3 separate regions of the Sus scrofa genome follow, and all the other regions are linked to region 3. Evidence: chromatin contacts called from public Hi-C and promoter capture Hi-C data. All regions are on one chromosome and are shown on one strand. Each heading gives the region's core, a stretch centred on a gene start, on an enhancer-like site or on the middle of the called end of the contact. The rest is flanking DNA. Distances are from core to core; before and after follow the strand shown. Region 1 holds the start of CHD9 (chromodomain-helicase-DNA-binding protein 9). Region 2 overlaps CHD9 (chromodomain-helicase-DNA-binding protein 9). Region 3 overlaps CHD9 (chromodomain-helicase-DNA-binding protein 9).

Region 1 (4,322 bases), core at 1,652-4,151, 58 kb before region 3:
AAAAAACAAAACAAAAAACAAAAAACTTACTTCCTAATGCATTACAAATAATAGTTATTATTATTATTATTGACACTACTTCCACTTATCAAACATGGTGCAGACCCTCAAGGAGATCGGTAGTTTCCAAAACTATAGTTTCCAAAAGACTGTGATTAGTGAAATGAGCCAAATGCTAGGAGAACTCAGAGGAGCAAGTCCTAAGGAAAACTTTAACCTCATCACATGATACCTGGCATCAGAATCGCAGAGGTTATAATCCAGGACTTTGCCCAGGCAGGCCTTGGGGCACAGTAGGGTGGAGTGTGGGCAGGAGGAGGCAGCCCTCGCAAGAACTGAGGCAAGAGCATTCTGGAAGTGACTCAGACACTTTAAAGTGACAGACTAGAACATGTACCCTTGTCTGACCGATTCACCTTCACCAGGGCACCAGCTGGCCCTGAAGAGGCTGAGGTGTTCCCTGGTCCCTGTCCTTCACACACACCCACCCCTTGCCCCTCCTGGCATTGCTCACAGGTACAGTGGGCAATGTACCTCTCCCTCCTCCTCTGCTCTGAGCACCTGACACCAGCACAGAGAGGACAAAGATTAAGCAGGTAGATGCAGATGGGGGTAGAGGGGTTGGCACAGGCCTCTGTCACAAAGTGTCTCTAATATTTCCACTGGTGAACTTACCCCCAGATATCTCCGCAGAGATAAACTGCCTTAAAAGAAGAAACTGCTTTTGCAAAATTGTCTCCAACACCAGGGCATTCTCTGCCTTTGGCGCCATATAAATTGATTTTTTTTTTAATCTTTTTGTCTCTTGAGGGCTGCACCACAGCATATGGAGGTTCCCAGGCTAGGGGTCTAATCAGAGCTGTAGCCACTGGCCTGCACCAGAGTCACAGCAATGCCAGATCCTTAACCCACTGAGCAAGACCAGGGATCGAACCCATGACTTCATGGTTCTTGGATTCGTTTCCACTGCACCATTATGGGAACTCCAAAATTGGTGGGTTTTTTTGGTCTTTTTTTTTTTTAGGGCCACACCTGCGGCATATGGAGGTTCCCAGGCTAGGGGTCTAATCGGAGCTGTAGCCACCGGCCTACACCACAGCCACAGCAACTCGGGATCCGAGCCACATCTGCGACCTACACCACAGCTCACAGCAACGCTGGATCCTTAACCCACTCACTGATCGAGGCCAGGGACCGAACCTGCAACATGTTTCCTGGTAAGAGTCGCTTCTGCTGCACCACGATGGGAACTCCCAAAATTGATATATTTTTGAAAAACAAGTCCACAGCACAATATTGTAAGTCAGCTATACCTCAATAAAACTCTAAAAAATGAAAGAAAAAAACATCATGAGAATTCCCATCATGGCTCAGTGGTTAACGAATCTGACTAAGAACCATGAGGTCGTGGGTTCGATCCTTGGCCTTGCTCAGTGGGTTAAGAATCTGGTGTTGCTGTGAGCTGTGGTGCAAGTTGCAGACACAGCTTGGATCTGGCATTGCTGTGGCTGTGGTGTAGGCCAGCAGCTGTAGCTCCGCTTAGACCCCTAGGCTGGGAACCTCCATGTGCTGGGGGTGCGGCCCTAGAAGACAAAAAAGAAAAAAAAATCATGTACTTAAGAACTCAATCACATAGCTTTGCATTTTTGTGTGTTAAAAGTGTTGATATGGAATGTATAAGCGAGGAGATCCTGCTGTATAGCACTGGGAACTATATCTAATCACTTGTGATGGAGCAGGATGGAGGATAATGTGAGAAAAAGAATGTGTGTATATATATGCATGTGTGTGTGTGTGTGTATGTGTGTGTGTGTGTGTGTGAGAGAGAGAGAGAGAGAGAGAGACTGGATCACTGTGCTGTACAGTAGAAAACTGACAGGACACTGTAAACCATCTATAATGGAAAAAATAAAAATCACTAAAAAATTAATAAAAAATAAGTGTTAATAAGTGTTACATAAATGTGAATTCAACAAAGGCAGAGATTCTGAGGTGCTTAAGTCTGCGTCATAACCCTTGTGCATAGGAAAGCGGCACATAGTAGGTGCTCAGTTAACATTTATTGAAGGAAGAAATAAATGAAATGTACACATTTAAAATAATCCACCATCTTCCTGACCTTGAGAACCAATTAATAGGTGCTCAGTCAAGGGCAGTGCTCCTCCAACCCTGGAGACAATTGGAAATATGAAATGTTGGTTTTAGTTGTCTCGGTGACTAAAGGGTGGCTATTCTAGGGGTCTTAAATGCCCTGCAGTGCCAGGATGGCCCCAACCAAAAAAAATGTCAATGGCATCCGGTTCAGAAACATAAACATCAACTTGCCAATTCCTAAGGGACCTGTGTCTCCAGACTCTACAGAATGTGACACAGACTGGGCGATTAATGAAGTTCAGCCAAAGAGACTGGAGGGAACCGGGAAGGAAGGCAACGGCTGGGGCGGGGACGGGGGGTGGCGGCAGTGGAGGGGGGTTAGGCAGGGCCAAAAGAGGGTTACTAGTAGAGAAGTAGAGAAAAGGCCTCCCGGCCTTGAGAGAAACCCAGGTCCCTTGCATCTTCTGATGTTCCCAGCATATTTAAAGGGCAGGCTATGCCAAATTGAAAAGCTTCTGGATGAAAGGCTAAGATCCCCGAGTCGGGCCAGGAAAATCCCAGGATGGCTCTCAGGCCAGCAGCCAGGGTCTGGCTGCCCCTCCGAGCTCCCAACAGAAAGTTCAGCAAGTTCAGGTCCTAGCGCCCTTCAGGGAGTGAAGGCCGTCCCACCCAGCCGGGATGTGTGCCCGGGGTGCGCAGCTTGTTGGAAAACCGCCCACGTGGGAAGCCCGGGCTGCATTTCCGCCTGAATCCGCCTGCGCTCCCACCTCCCAACCGATTCCCTGCGCGGCCGCCCCTCGCCCACTAGGTGGCGCCTGAGCTCTTGGTGGGCGCCTCTCCGGCGCAGACGAGAGCGACCGCCGAGCCCGGCGACAGATCGAACCCGAGTCCCAGGATTCCGGGAACTGGAGGGCAGCGCCGGCAGCCAAGGTAAGATTCCTGAGCCCCGGGCGTCTCCTGCGAACCTCTGTGGTTGGGGTGGGCAGCGTGGCGGCCGCCGAGCCCCGCTGGCCGTCTCCGCAGATGACCAGACTCGTCGCCGCGGCCGCACGTGTGGGTGCCTGCGGGAACCCGGAGACCCGGCATCTCCAAGCCAGGCCTAGAGGCAGAGCAGGACCCCGGGTCTCTCGCACACACACATCCTCCACTAGCCGGTGCCTCTGGAAAGCCTGCTCAGATTCCCGAACAGCCAGTCCTAGGAGGAAAAAAAAAAAAAAAAAGAGTTTCTGTTACCCAAAGCGACTGCAGCGTTGGAGCTGAGTGCACATTAGATCCAAAACACCATTTCTCAAACTTGCCTGCACGTTGGAGTCGCTTGGGAAGCACTGAAAAATACTGATGCCCCGTTTCCCTCTCACCCCACCCTCCTCCGAGACTCAGATGTAAGTGGTCTGAGTTGGGGCCTGGGCATCTGGAAATTTAAAGCTTCCCAGGAGATTCCAACTAGCCATCAAGTCTAAGGACCCTTGATCTAAAAAGATTGTAGAAAATAAAGCGGCCGACAGTTGTTGCAGCGAAGAATGCTGCTGCTGCTTCTCCTCCTCCTTCTTCAGCATGCCTTTGACAGGAAACATCTCCTTTGAGCTGTCAAACCCAAGATAACAAACCAACATCCTCCCTCCCCACAGGGCTGGTTCTAAAGAGGTTGAACTTGAAAGTGGACAGGGAACAGAAAGACACAGATGTAGAATATGAAAGAAGACTCTTGCGGGGGGGGGGTTCTCCTTATCCTGATCCCACAGGAAGTTCAGGGGGCCTCCTGGAGCTGCCATTATAATTTTAGTAAATGCTGCGCATACAGCAAAGCGGTTGTGAGCATGGGCTTGGAGTCCCCAGAGCCAGCCCTTCCTGGGCTGGATGACCCTTGAAAAACTCATGGATCCACTCCTCGCCTGAGTTTCTTCATCTGCAAAATGGGAGTGGAGCAGAAAGGTCTGAGAGTTGCTGTGGGAATGATTGACCGCCAGGGTCTGCTTGTGCCGGCCACTGTGCTAAATACTTTCTCTGCATTGCCACACTGACTCCTCACCATAGCTGAGGAGCCGGTGCTCAGAGAGGCCAAGAGACTTGCTCAGGGTTAAATAATAAGAGGCAGACCCTGTGTTTGAACCCAGGCAGTCTGATTCCAGAGCCCCTGGCAAAAGTAAAATAATCTGGGCGTTCCCTTTATGGCTCAGCCGAAACAAATCTGACTAGCATCCATGAGGACACAGGTTCAATCCCTGGCC
Region 2 (4,711 bases), core at 1,173-3,672, 42 kb before region 3:
CAGGCCAATATCCTCATGTCAGATTCTTAACCCATTGAGGACAGTGGAAACTCCAGTAACAGCCATTCTAATAGGATCTCATTGTAGATTTGATTTGCATTTTCCTAATGATTAGAGGTGTTGGACATCTTTTCAGGTACTGAGTGGTCATTTGAATATCTTTGGGAAAATGTCTGTTCAAGTCTTTTGCCTTTGTTTTGTTTTAATTTTATGGTGCAGCTGCAGAATATGGAAGTTCCCAGGCCAGGGATTGAATCCAAGCCACAGTGGTGACCTACACTGCAGCTGTGGCAACACTGGATCCTTTAACCCACTCTACTGGGCTGGGGATGGAACCTGCACCTCCACAGTGACCGGAGCCCCTGCGTTCAAATTCCTAACCCACTGAGCCTTTTTTGAATCACGTTGAGTTGTTTGCTTTGTTGTTGTTGAGTTGTAGGAGTTCTGTGTATATTCTAGATATTAATCCTTTATCAGGTATATGATTTGCAAATATTTTCTCCCATTCTGCCCTTTCACTCTGTGGTGTCCTTTGATACACAGAAGCTTTCATTTTTGATGAAGTTCTGTTTACTTATTTTTTTGTTGTTCTTGCCTGGGCTTTTGCTGTCATAACCAAGAAATCATTGCCAACTCTAATGTCATGAGCCATTTCCTTTATGTTTTTTCATAAGAGTTTATAGTTTTCGATCCTATGTTTAGGTCTTTGTTCCATTTTAGGTAATTTTTGTATATGGCACAAAGTAAAGGTTCAGCTTCATTCTTCTCCACGTGGATGTCCAGTTTTCCTAACACCACTTGTTGAAAAGACTATCCTTTCCCCATTAAATGATTTTGGCACCCTGTTGAAACTCATTTGACCATATCTGTGAGGGCTTATTTCTAAGCACTCTATTCCACTGGTCTACATGTCTGTCTGTATACCAGTACCAAACTGTTTTGATTACTGTACCTTTGTAGTAAGTTTCAAAATCATAAAATTTGAATTCACCAACTTTGTTCTACTTTTCCAAGATTGGCAATTTGGGGCTCTTGGAGATTCCTTATGAATTTTAGTATGTGTATTTCTATTTCTACAAAAGATGTCATTGGGATTTTGATAGAGATTGAATTGAATCTGTAGGTCACTTTGAGTAGTGTTGTCATCTTAAAATTAAGTCTTCCAATCCATGAACATGGGATGTCTTTCCATTTATTTGTATCTTCTTTAATTGCTTTCAGCAATGTTTTGCAGTTTTCGGCACATAAGTCTTTCACCTCCTTGGTTAAGTTTCATCCAAAGTATTTTCTTCTTTTCTGTGCTCACTTCCACTTTTTGGGGCTCCTGACATATTTAAAAACAAAGAAATACAAAACAGGATACCAGAATGGTGGTCAAATTAAACTGTATAGGAGTTCTCTGGTGGCTCAGAGGGATAAGGATTTGGCGTTGTCACTGCTATGGCTCTGGTTACTGCTGTGGCACAGGCTTAATCTCTGGCTCAGGAACTTCTGCATGCCACAGGCATGGCCAAAAAATAATAATAAATAAATAAACTGTATGATCCTCTCAGTGTTTCTCAAGGACAGCATATATACAGAGAGTGATAGAATTATATAATGTCAAAAGCCTGAGTCCCTTCATGAATGTGAGGTCTCCCTGTCTACTCACCGCCCCCCCTTCGATGGGAGGAAAGAGCCTGGGTGGTGGTTCTTTCTGAGTTAGAAGTGGGGATGCCATAATATTCCCTCAGGAGGGTCCTGCTGAGGGATCCAGCCAAGGGCCTTACGTCATCATAGACCTAATCAAAGCATCTTCCTAGAATGTGATGCTAAGAACATCCAGACTCCTTCAAAGCCTCAGGCTAGAAGACCCCAGAGTCCCAGGGTCATGGATTCTTTCTACTTGGAAAAAAAGCAGTCACCCAGAGGTACAGATGAAATAGAACAACCACCTTACCCACACCCATAGTCTTGCTAACCCCATGGGGATTTTGCCAGCTGTGTATCTGGCCCACCCCAGTTTCAGTTTGAAGGGTTATGTGAAGACAAAAGGTGATGAGAGTGTGGTGGGGGGGCAAGTCCCCATTCAGGCATTTCCCCCAACCTCCTGGAAGGCTTCCAAAAGGCAAGCCTCTCCTCTTTAGTCCTTCAACTATCTAGGGGCTTTCTTGACCTCGGGGTCTCTGGTGAAACTCCCTTCTTTTTCAGGCATTGGATGTATTTTGCTTCTCGTTTGCTTTTTGGGGGTTTTTTTTGGCCTTTGGGGATGCACATACCACACAACCACACACTCACGCACACACACCCCTGTCTGTATCACTCCAAGTGTCTGCAGAATTCATAGGCTCCAGTGTCTGGAGACATGGTCTCTGTCTCCTTTTCTAGCTTCTTTCCTCCTTCTCCTTCCTGCTAAAGCCTGTTGTTGTCTTATCCCCAGCCGGAAGCCTCATCTGTCACAGGGCCAGGTTCCTGGCCACTCACTCCATTCCAGCTGCTGCCCCAGCCAACTCCTATTTCCATAGCAACTGAAACTCATTTTTCCATCCCTGCATTTCCACTTTGGAAAGGAACCCCTTAATAGTCTTTTGAAAGGAAAAAAAAAAAAAAAAAACTGCGCTGCATCTGGCATAGTCACCTTGGACTGTGCAGAATTCCTAGCCTCCCCGACTCCCTCGGTCCCCTAAAGACCCTCCCCTACTTTCCTCCACTTGCCTCCACCCCTCTAATCCCCCATGGCTCCTGGCTCAAAAGCAGGCTTGAGAAGTCTGTGTGAGTCCCTTCTCTCTTTAAATTAATGCGCGATCACTCTGTGCTTTGCCAATCCGAGAAGCGGACGAGGTTAGAGGTTCAATCCCATTGCATCAGGTGACGCTAACCTGCGTCATCCGGGCTGTCTGTTTATTTACCCTGCCCCCTGGCTGGAGAGGTCAGAGGTTGCCTGAATATGTCATCTCGGAAGATGAAATTCCGACTCTCGGGCAGCATGACCCTGGGGTTTTGAGCAAGATTTGATGACGACTCTCCCAGTGCTGTGGCTTGGCTGGCAATACACATACAGGAACCTGGGAGTGTGATATGAAGGGATTTGGGAAAGATCTCCCCTCCCCCACCTCCAAAAGACTTTCCTTGCTGACCTGGCCCATCCCTAAGTGCCTGAAATGCCAGCATTGACTGTGAAGCCATTGGGCGGGCTCACACGCTGTTTCTCACCAAAGAGGTAACGAGCATGTTAAACTGTGGTCAGCCTGGACACTTCCACCCCCAGCACAGTGCCATGCACATGATACATGCTTAACTACTGTCTGTTGGGTCTTAGCATACAGTGGTTCAACAGACAACTGTCTCTGGATAGGCATATTTTGGCCAGAAGGGATTTTTTAATATTATTATAATTATTAGCCACTTTTTAAAAAATTGCCATTTCCCTGAACCACCCGCCACCATCGATTTAGATAACCGAGAGTCACATGCAAAGTGCAGGAATCAGTTTCTAGTCCAGCTGCTCCAAAAAGCAATGTGTGCTGGGAAAATAGAGTGCGGTTCAACCCCTGCAAGGGGAAGACACTGTTTGTCTAAACATGGGTCTTTATCCCTCCAACATGCTCCCCCCACCTGCTCCCGCCACCCGTCTGAGCCGGGCTTTTTGAGTCCCTCGTGATGTGTTTTTGAACGCAACGTGGGGGAAGAGCCTCCACGGTCTGTTCAGCCCCGGCTCTGAAAAATACAAGCTGCGTTTGACTGAACGACAGAAAGAAATCTGTCGCGCCAGGAAGCGTAGTAAATACCGTGACTCTCTGCAAATGCACACAGCCCCAACAGCTTTTTCCAGTCTGGAAAAATGAAGAGATGTGTCTGTGTGAAACCAGCCAAGTCTCCACCCCTCCTCCCTTTCCACCGCTCCACCCCCACCTCCTGGCAAGGCCTCCCACCCTGGCCCAGACATTCAGTCATCAGCTTTCATCCTTTGTGACTTGCTTTGCCCCAGGAAATAACATTGCCCAGGCTCTGGGGAGATACACCAGCCTCTCCCAGGCATCTTTGAGAGATGTCTGTCTGGTTGCGTCTTGCCAGTCATCTCCGACCTGGGCTGAGTTTGGCTCACAGCAGAATTGTGCAGGGAAGGAGGGTGGGGCTGGTGTCTCCTTTTCCCCTGCTCACTCCCTGCTTTCTCTGCCCTCCTCCACCTTCCCCCATTTTGCTTTGAAAGAACTTTTATCCCACCCCTGCTTCCATGAGACAGTGTTTAGAGGGAAGGCTTGCAATAGGTGAGGGTTTAAAAGCAGTCACTTTGGGAAGTTCCCGTTGTGGCTCAGCAGTAATGAATCCGACTAGGATCCATGAGGTTGGGAGTTTGATCCCTGGCCTGGCCTCGCTCAGGGGGTTAAGGACCTGGGGTTGCCCTGAGCTGCAGTGTAGGTCACAATTGAGGCTCAGATCCCGCGCTGCTGTGGCTGTGGTGTAGGCCGGCAGCTGTAGGACCCCTAGCCTGGGAACGTCCGTGTGTCGCAGGTGCGACCCTAAAAAGAAAAAAAAAAAAAAGGCGACACTCTGCCTAGCTTGCCAGGTGAATGTGTGTGTGTGTGTGTGTGTGTGTGTGTGTGTGTGTGTGTGTGTGAGAGAGAGAGAGAGAGAGAGAGAGGACAAAAGTATGAAGATTCTCTGCCTCTGTTGTAAATTGGAGTTTAAAAGTCCATTTGGGGAGTTCCATGGTGGCTCATTGGGTTAAGGA
Region 3 (4,785 bases), core at 2,263-4,762:
GACCAATGAATTCTTCTTCTTCTTCTTCTTCTTCTTTTCTTTTTTCTTTTTAGGGCTGTACCTGTAGCACATGGAAGTTCATAGGCTAGGGGTCAATTCAGAGCTGCAGCTGCTGGCTTATGTCACAGCTACAGCTATGTCACATCCAAGGCGCATCTGCAGCCTATGCTGCAGCTTGTGGCAACACCGGATCCTTAACCCACTGAGTTGAGGCCAGGGATCAAACCCACATCCTCATGGATGCTAGTTGGGTTCTTAACCCACTAAACCATAAAGGGAACTCCAGGACCAATCAATTCTAAATTTGAATCCTATCTCTGCCACTCAGTGATCGTGTAACCAGGGCAAAATTTTTGAACCCTCTCAATCTGTAAAATGGGGAAAATAATCCCCTTCTCACAGAGTCATTGTGAAAGTAGAATGAAATAACAAATATGTTGGAGTTCCCTGGTGGCCTAGTGGTTAAAAGATCTGGCATCACTACTGGGATGCAGTTCGATCCCTTAGCCTGGGAGCTTTCAAATGCCTTGGGTACAAGAAAAAACAAACATTTTTGTTTGTTTGTTTGCAAACAGAAACAAGCAAATATCTAATACCATAAAAAAGGTGAAAATTTCTGGCTTTCTTAACTAAGCCCTTATCAACCGTTACACAATGCTAGTTAGATTTCAGTAAAAAGTACCTATTTGGATATACTTGTAGACTGCTTCATTCACAGTGTAAAGAACTGCTGTCTGACATAGCATGGGCTTTCTAGTGACCTGAAACATTGTATCTGCAGATATGGGGTCTTTTTCTTTGAAAGGCAAAGAAATTGGGTAGGAATGTAGCCATTTTTACTCTGGAGTAGGATAGAAGGATCTGCTAGTGCTACCACCTGTCTGTGGACTTTCCATTGCCTGATGCAACTAGTAGGCCGGCGTTGATGGATTTTAATGTTGTTGATGATACTGATTTTTGCTAATTTTAATTGCGAAGGATTTAGAGCCATGTTTTGGTCTAATTGGCCTTTTTTTTTTTTTTTTTTTTTTTTTTTGTCTTTTTTGCCATTTCTCAGGCCGCTCCCGAGGCATATGGACGTTCCCAGGCTAGGGGTCGAATCGGAGCTGTAGCCACCGGCCTACACCAGAGCCACAGCAACGCTGGATCTGAGCCGCGTCTGTGACCTACACCACAACTCAGGGCAACGCCGGGATCGTTAACCCACTGAGCAAGGGCAGGGATCGAACCCGAAACCTCATGGTTCCCGCCACGATGGGAACTCCTCTAATTGGCTTTTCCAGAGTGCACATATCCACAAAGCTTAGTTACAAAGAATACTACTAAGGTTTAAGAAATAAGTGAAAACCAGTCACTGAGCAGACAAAATAGAGGTCACAAAACTCATGTGCTTAACTCACAGGAGAGCCATACAGCAAATCTTTACTCAAAACTTGAGAGTCTAAACTGGTAGAGTTTATCTGTGTCTAAGTAGATGCACAGTAGACTAGCATCATGAAACAAAACAAAACAAAACAGGGAAGAAGATTGTTAGGTAGAAGAATGGAGAATTGTCAGCCCAGTAGTGAGAACGGAGACACACCAAACAAAAGAAAACAAAACCAAAAACAGATTTAAATTTAATCATAAAACAGCATTTTACAGGTCACTTATTGTAGGGACAAGTAGATCTGCATAATTTTAGAATGCAGTAATGTTGGTAATGATAATGATGCTTCTTTCTTTCTTCTTCTTTTTTTTTTTTTTTTTTTTTTTGTCTTTTTAGGGCCTCACCTGAGGCATATGGAGGTTCCCAGGCTAGGGGTCTAATCAGAGCTATAGCCACCAGCCTACACCACAGCCACAGCAACATGGGATCCGAGCCCTGTCTGCGACCTACACCACAGCTCATGGCAACGCCAGATCCTTAACCCACTGAGTGAGGCCAGGGATCGAACTCCTCAACCACATGGTTCCTAGTCAGATTGGTTAACCACTGAGCCACGAGGGGAACTCTGATAATGATGCTCCTTAATCACCAAGTGGAAGTGTTTTTCAAAGAGCTATATTCAAGAAATCGTGAGTTTTCTTGGGGAGAAAAGTAGTATAAATAGGTAAAGTTCCCATTTCAATGGAATATCTTATTTTCCTATGATGCCAGATAAATAAGGTATTACTGGCCCTGGATTTGACTCAACAGGTTGAATTTGCAAACTAAGGTGGTATTCAAATAAGTAGTGTAAGGATCTGGGAAATGAACTGTTTCTGTGCATTTATCCTAGTATGTGGTTGTTAGTAAGTATCCTTTAGTGGAATCGAAACTGTAATTGTAACTTCTCTCTCAGGGTTTTCTCCCAGCCCCTTCAGTACCTCAGTTAAACAGAGTTGTGTTGATCTACTCAGGGGAGCTTCCTGGGGGACTTTAAAGAATGAAATTACTTGGCAACTAGCACTCTGTGTACCACCGCCAGTCCACTCTGGTCAGGCACAAACAAGCACAGTGATAGTGCTCTCGTTTCTTCGTGGAGACTGAAGATTTCTGTCAACTGTAAGGTGAATGTTAAATATCACCGTTCAAGGATTTGAAACGGTAAACAGTTTCTAGCAATCATAAGGTAGGCCGACTGAAGATTTAACATTCCATTATTTTGTATTCTGTCATTGGAACGTTTTAATCAGGCATAAAGCCAGCTCAGGGCCTGAAAGAGAGAGATGGTAGAATTTTAGAGCCAGAAGGCTTTTAGAAAATGTGTCCAGCCTCTTCATTTTACAGAAGGGAAAACGGAGGCCCTGGGATATGTTATGATTTAATGTAGGTCACTCAGTTAATTAGTGACAGACCGACAGGGAACCCAGGTATGCCCACACCTTCGCAGGCCAGTGGTTTCTGGTACGCTCCCTACTCCTGGACCAGGGTCACCACCTCTCTCCCCTTCCTTTTTAAATTTTTTTTTGGAGAGGAGAATGTGTTCTTTATTTCCTACCACAGCTGTACAATTTAGAACACGGCTTTGAGCATCGGAAGACTAGGTGTCAACCCCAGCCCTCCACCACTTGAGGTGCACACTCTCTCTAGATCAGGACTCAGGCTGGGTCTATCCTTAGCCTGGCCCCTTTTACAGCGGCAGGTGCTTAAGCACCTGGACTGAATCGCGGCATCATCTCTGGAGACAATCTCCTTGCTCCCGATTTTGCAGCACAGGCGTGTCCCACGAAAAGAGAACACGGGTCCAAAGCCACGGCGGTGTCAAGAGGGAGGCTCTGGAAACCCTCGCGGTTCCTCGGCTGCCCACGCTGGCGGGGAGATGCCCAGCGTGTGAATGACCTCGGCGCCGACCCCGCCACCGGTCAGCTCGCGGCCAGGGCGTGCCTGCCGGGCCTGACGTGGCGGCGGGGCCGCGGGGAGGGGAGAGGCCGCCGCGAGGGTGCGGCCTGACGTGGCGGCCGCGGCGGGGAGGCGAGGAGAGCCCGGGCCACTGCACTGCCCCGCGCTCCGGCCAGAGGGCGCCCGGCCCCAACACTTCCCCGCCCCGAGGCCGCCCAGGGCTCCGGGAGTAACCGCACCGGCGATTGGGTCGGCGGCGCGGAGGGGCCATGTTGGAGCCAGGCGGCGACCCCGCCTCCCGCCGCCCTTCGTCCCAGGTCTGGCCGGACCTTGCGGGCAGGGGAGCAGCGGAGGGGACCCTCCCTCTTGGGTCGCCTGACGCCGCAGGAGCGGCGGCGGCAGCCGCGGCAGTGTCAGCGGCCCCTCGGAGGCCGGGCCAATCAGCGGTGCGGGCACAAATATGCAAATGGCGCACCGGTGCTGCCGGAGTGCCGCTCGCAGGGGCTGGTGGGGTCGCGCTGGGGGAGTGAACTGGGCCAATCAGGCGGGTGCGTGGCGGCGCGGGGGAGGCGGTGCCCCTTCACTCCTCCCTCGTCTCCCTCCCGGCCCCGCGCTGACAGGGGGGCCTGGCCGCGCCGCCGGTAAGTGTCGCCGCCGCCCGTTGCTGCCACCCGCCGCCCCAGGCGTCGGGAGGAAGCCCGAGGGCGCCGCGGGGCAGCGGCCGCTGCTCAACTGGTGGGGAGAGGCGGGGGCGGGTTCTGTCAGCCGGGTGGTCGCTTGAGGCCGTCCCCGCCCGGCCAGCCGCGCGTGTCAGTCTCGGTCGAAGCGGGGGGCGGCGGGGGCGCCTCAGTCATGGCGAAGCCCGAGAGCCCGCGAGCGGCGGTGAGTACGTGCCGCCGCCACCGCCGCCGCCGCTCGGCCGGGGTAGGGGGGTCGGGGCAGGCCCGGTCGCGCCGCCGCCGCCGAGGAGGTGAGGGGCCGGCCCCCGGGGGCTGGCGTGCGTACGCGCGCGGGGAGCCCGGGGAGGGGGCGCTGCCCGCACGTGCGGCCCTGCCTGCTCGCGGCCCGCCCCGCGCCTGTCATGGCTGCGGGCAGCTGCCCCCGCCCCTCCAGCCCGCAGACCCCGGGGTCGGGACCCGGCTGCCGCGCCTGTTGCGTCGCTTGGAGGTGAGGGCAGGGCGTGGGTGGGTAGCCCCCCCCCTTTCCAGCCCCGCGTGAGGTCAGGGCCTCCTGGTCTGTTCGCTTCCCTCCGGAGGGTCGGGCTTCCCTCCATCCTGCAGCCTCTTCCCCCGCCCTCCAGCTTTCTCGCCTCCGTGACTCATGACAAGGCGTCCCGCGCGAGCGCTAGGTGTCCTCGAGCCCGGGACGCCCCCGGCGCTTTCCCAGGCCTGGCCGCCGGGATCACGACCGCACTACCTCTGCGTGAACCTCCGCCCCGAGGGGCAGCCCCGAGGGCCCCTCCACGTCTGAAGCGGCCCGGA

What was found. Promoter capture Hi-C pulls out the DNA fragments that hold promoters and counts their contacts. A called contact is a pair of places that touch in the nucleus more often than the background predicts.
Region 1: a contact with region 3 is called in a promoter capture Hi-C map of liver, with 6 times the contacts expected there. The contact joins the promoter of CHD9 here to the enhancer-like site in region 3. A contact is called at or near these places in 1 of 5 promoter capture datasets (liver), 17 of 47 Hi-C or Micro-C datasets (alveolar macrophages, blood, embryonic fibroblasts and 9 more) and 2 of 2 datasets of contacts at active chromatin or transcription factors (alveolar macrophages and skeletal muscle).
Region 2: a Hi-C map of liver shows a contact between it and region 3, with 3 times the contacts expected there. The contact joins two enhancer-like sites. A contact is called at or near these places in 1 of 5 promoter capture datasets (liver), 13 of 47 Hi-C or Micro-C datasets (alveolar macrophages, blood, embryonic fibroblasts and 6 more) and 2 of 2 datasets of contacts at active chromatin or transcription factors (alveolar macrophages and skeletal muscle).

Annotation. Positions count from the first base shown.
Region 1 is chr6:32,070,554-32,074,875 of Sscrofa11.1, reverse strand. CHD9 (chromodomain-helicase-DNA-binding protein 9) reads left to right here and starts at 2,901. Exons shown (of 40, transcript XM_021094174.1): 1 at 2,901-3,024.
Region 2 is chr6:32,053,567-32,058,277 of Sscrofa11.1, reverse strand. All of the region lies in intron 1 of CHD9 (chromodomain-helicase-DNA-binding protein 9), which reads left to right. Among named protein-coding and RNA genes, the nearest start is that of CHD9, 16 kb to the left of the region's middle. Within about 2 kb of position 2,422, at least 40 of the 83 cell types and tissues checked have an H3K27ac peak or open chromatin away from gene starts, as enhancers often do. A contact at or near this core is called in embryonic fibroblasts, liver, mesenteric adipose tissue and 3 more, where this site is marked.
Region 3 is chr6:32,012,843-32,017,627 of Sscrofa11.1, reverse strand. All of the region lies in intron 1 of CHD9 (chromodomain-helicase-DNA-binding protein 9), which reads left to right. Among named protein-coding and RNA genes, the nearest start is that of CHD9, 57 kb to the left of the region's middle. Within about 2 kb of position 3,512, at least 77 of the 83 cell types and tissues checked have an H3K27ac peak or open chromatin away from gene starts, as enhancers often do. A contact at or near this core is called in alveolar macrophages, embryonic fibroblasts, epiblast stem cells and 6 more, where this site is marked.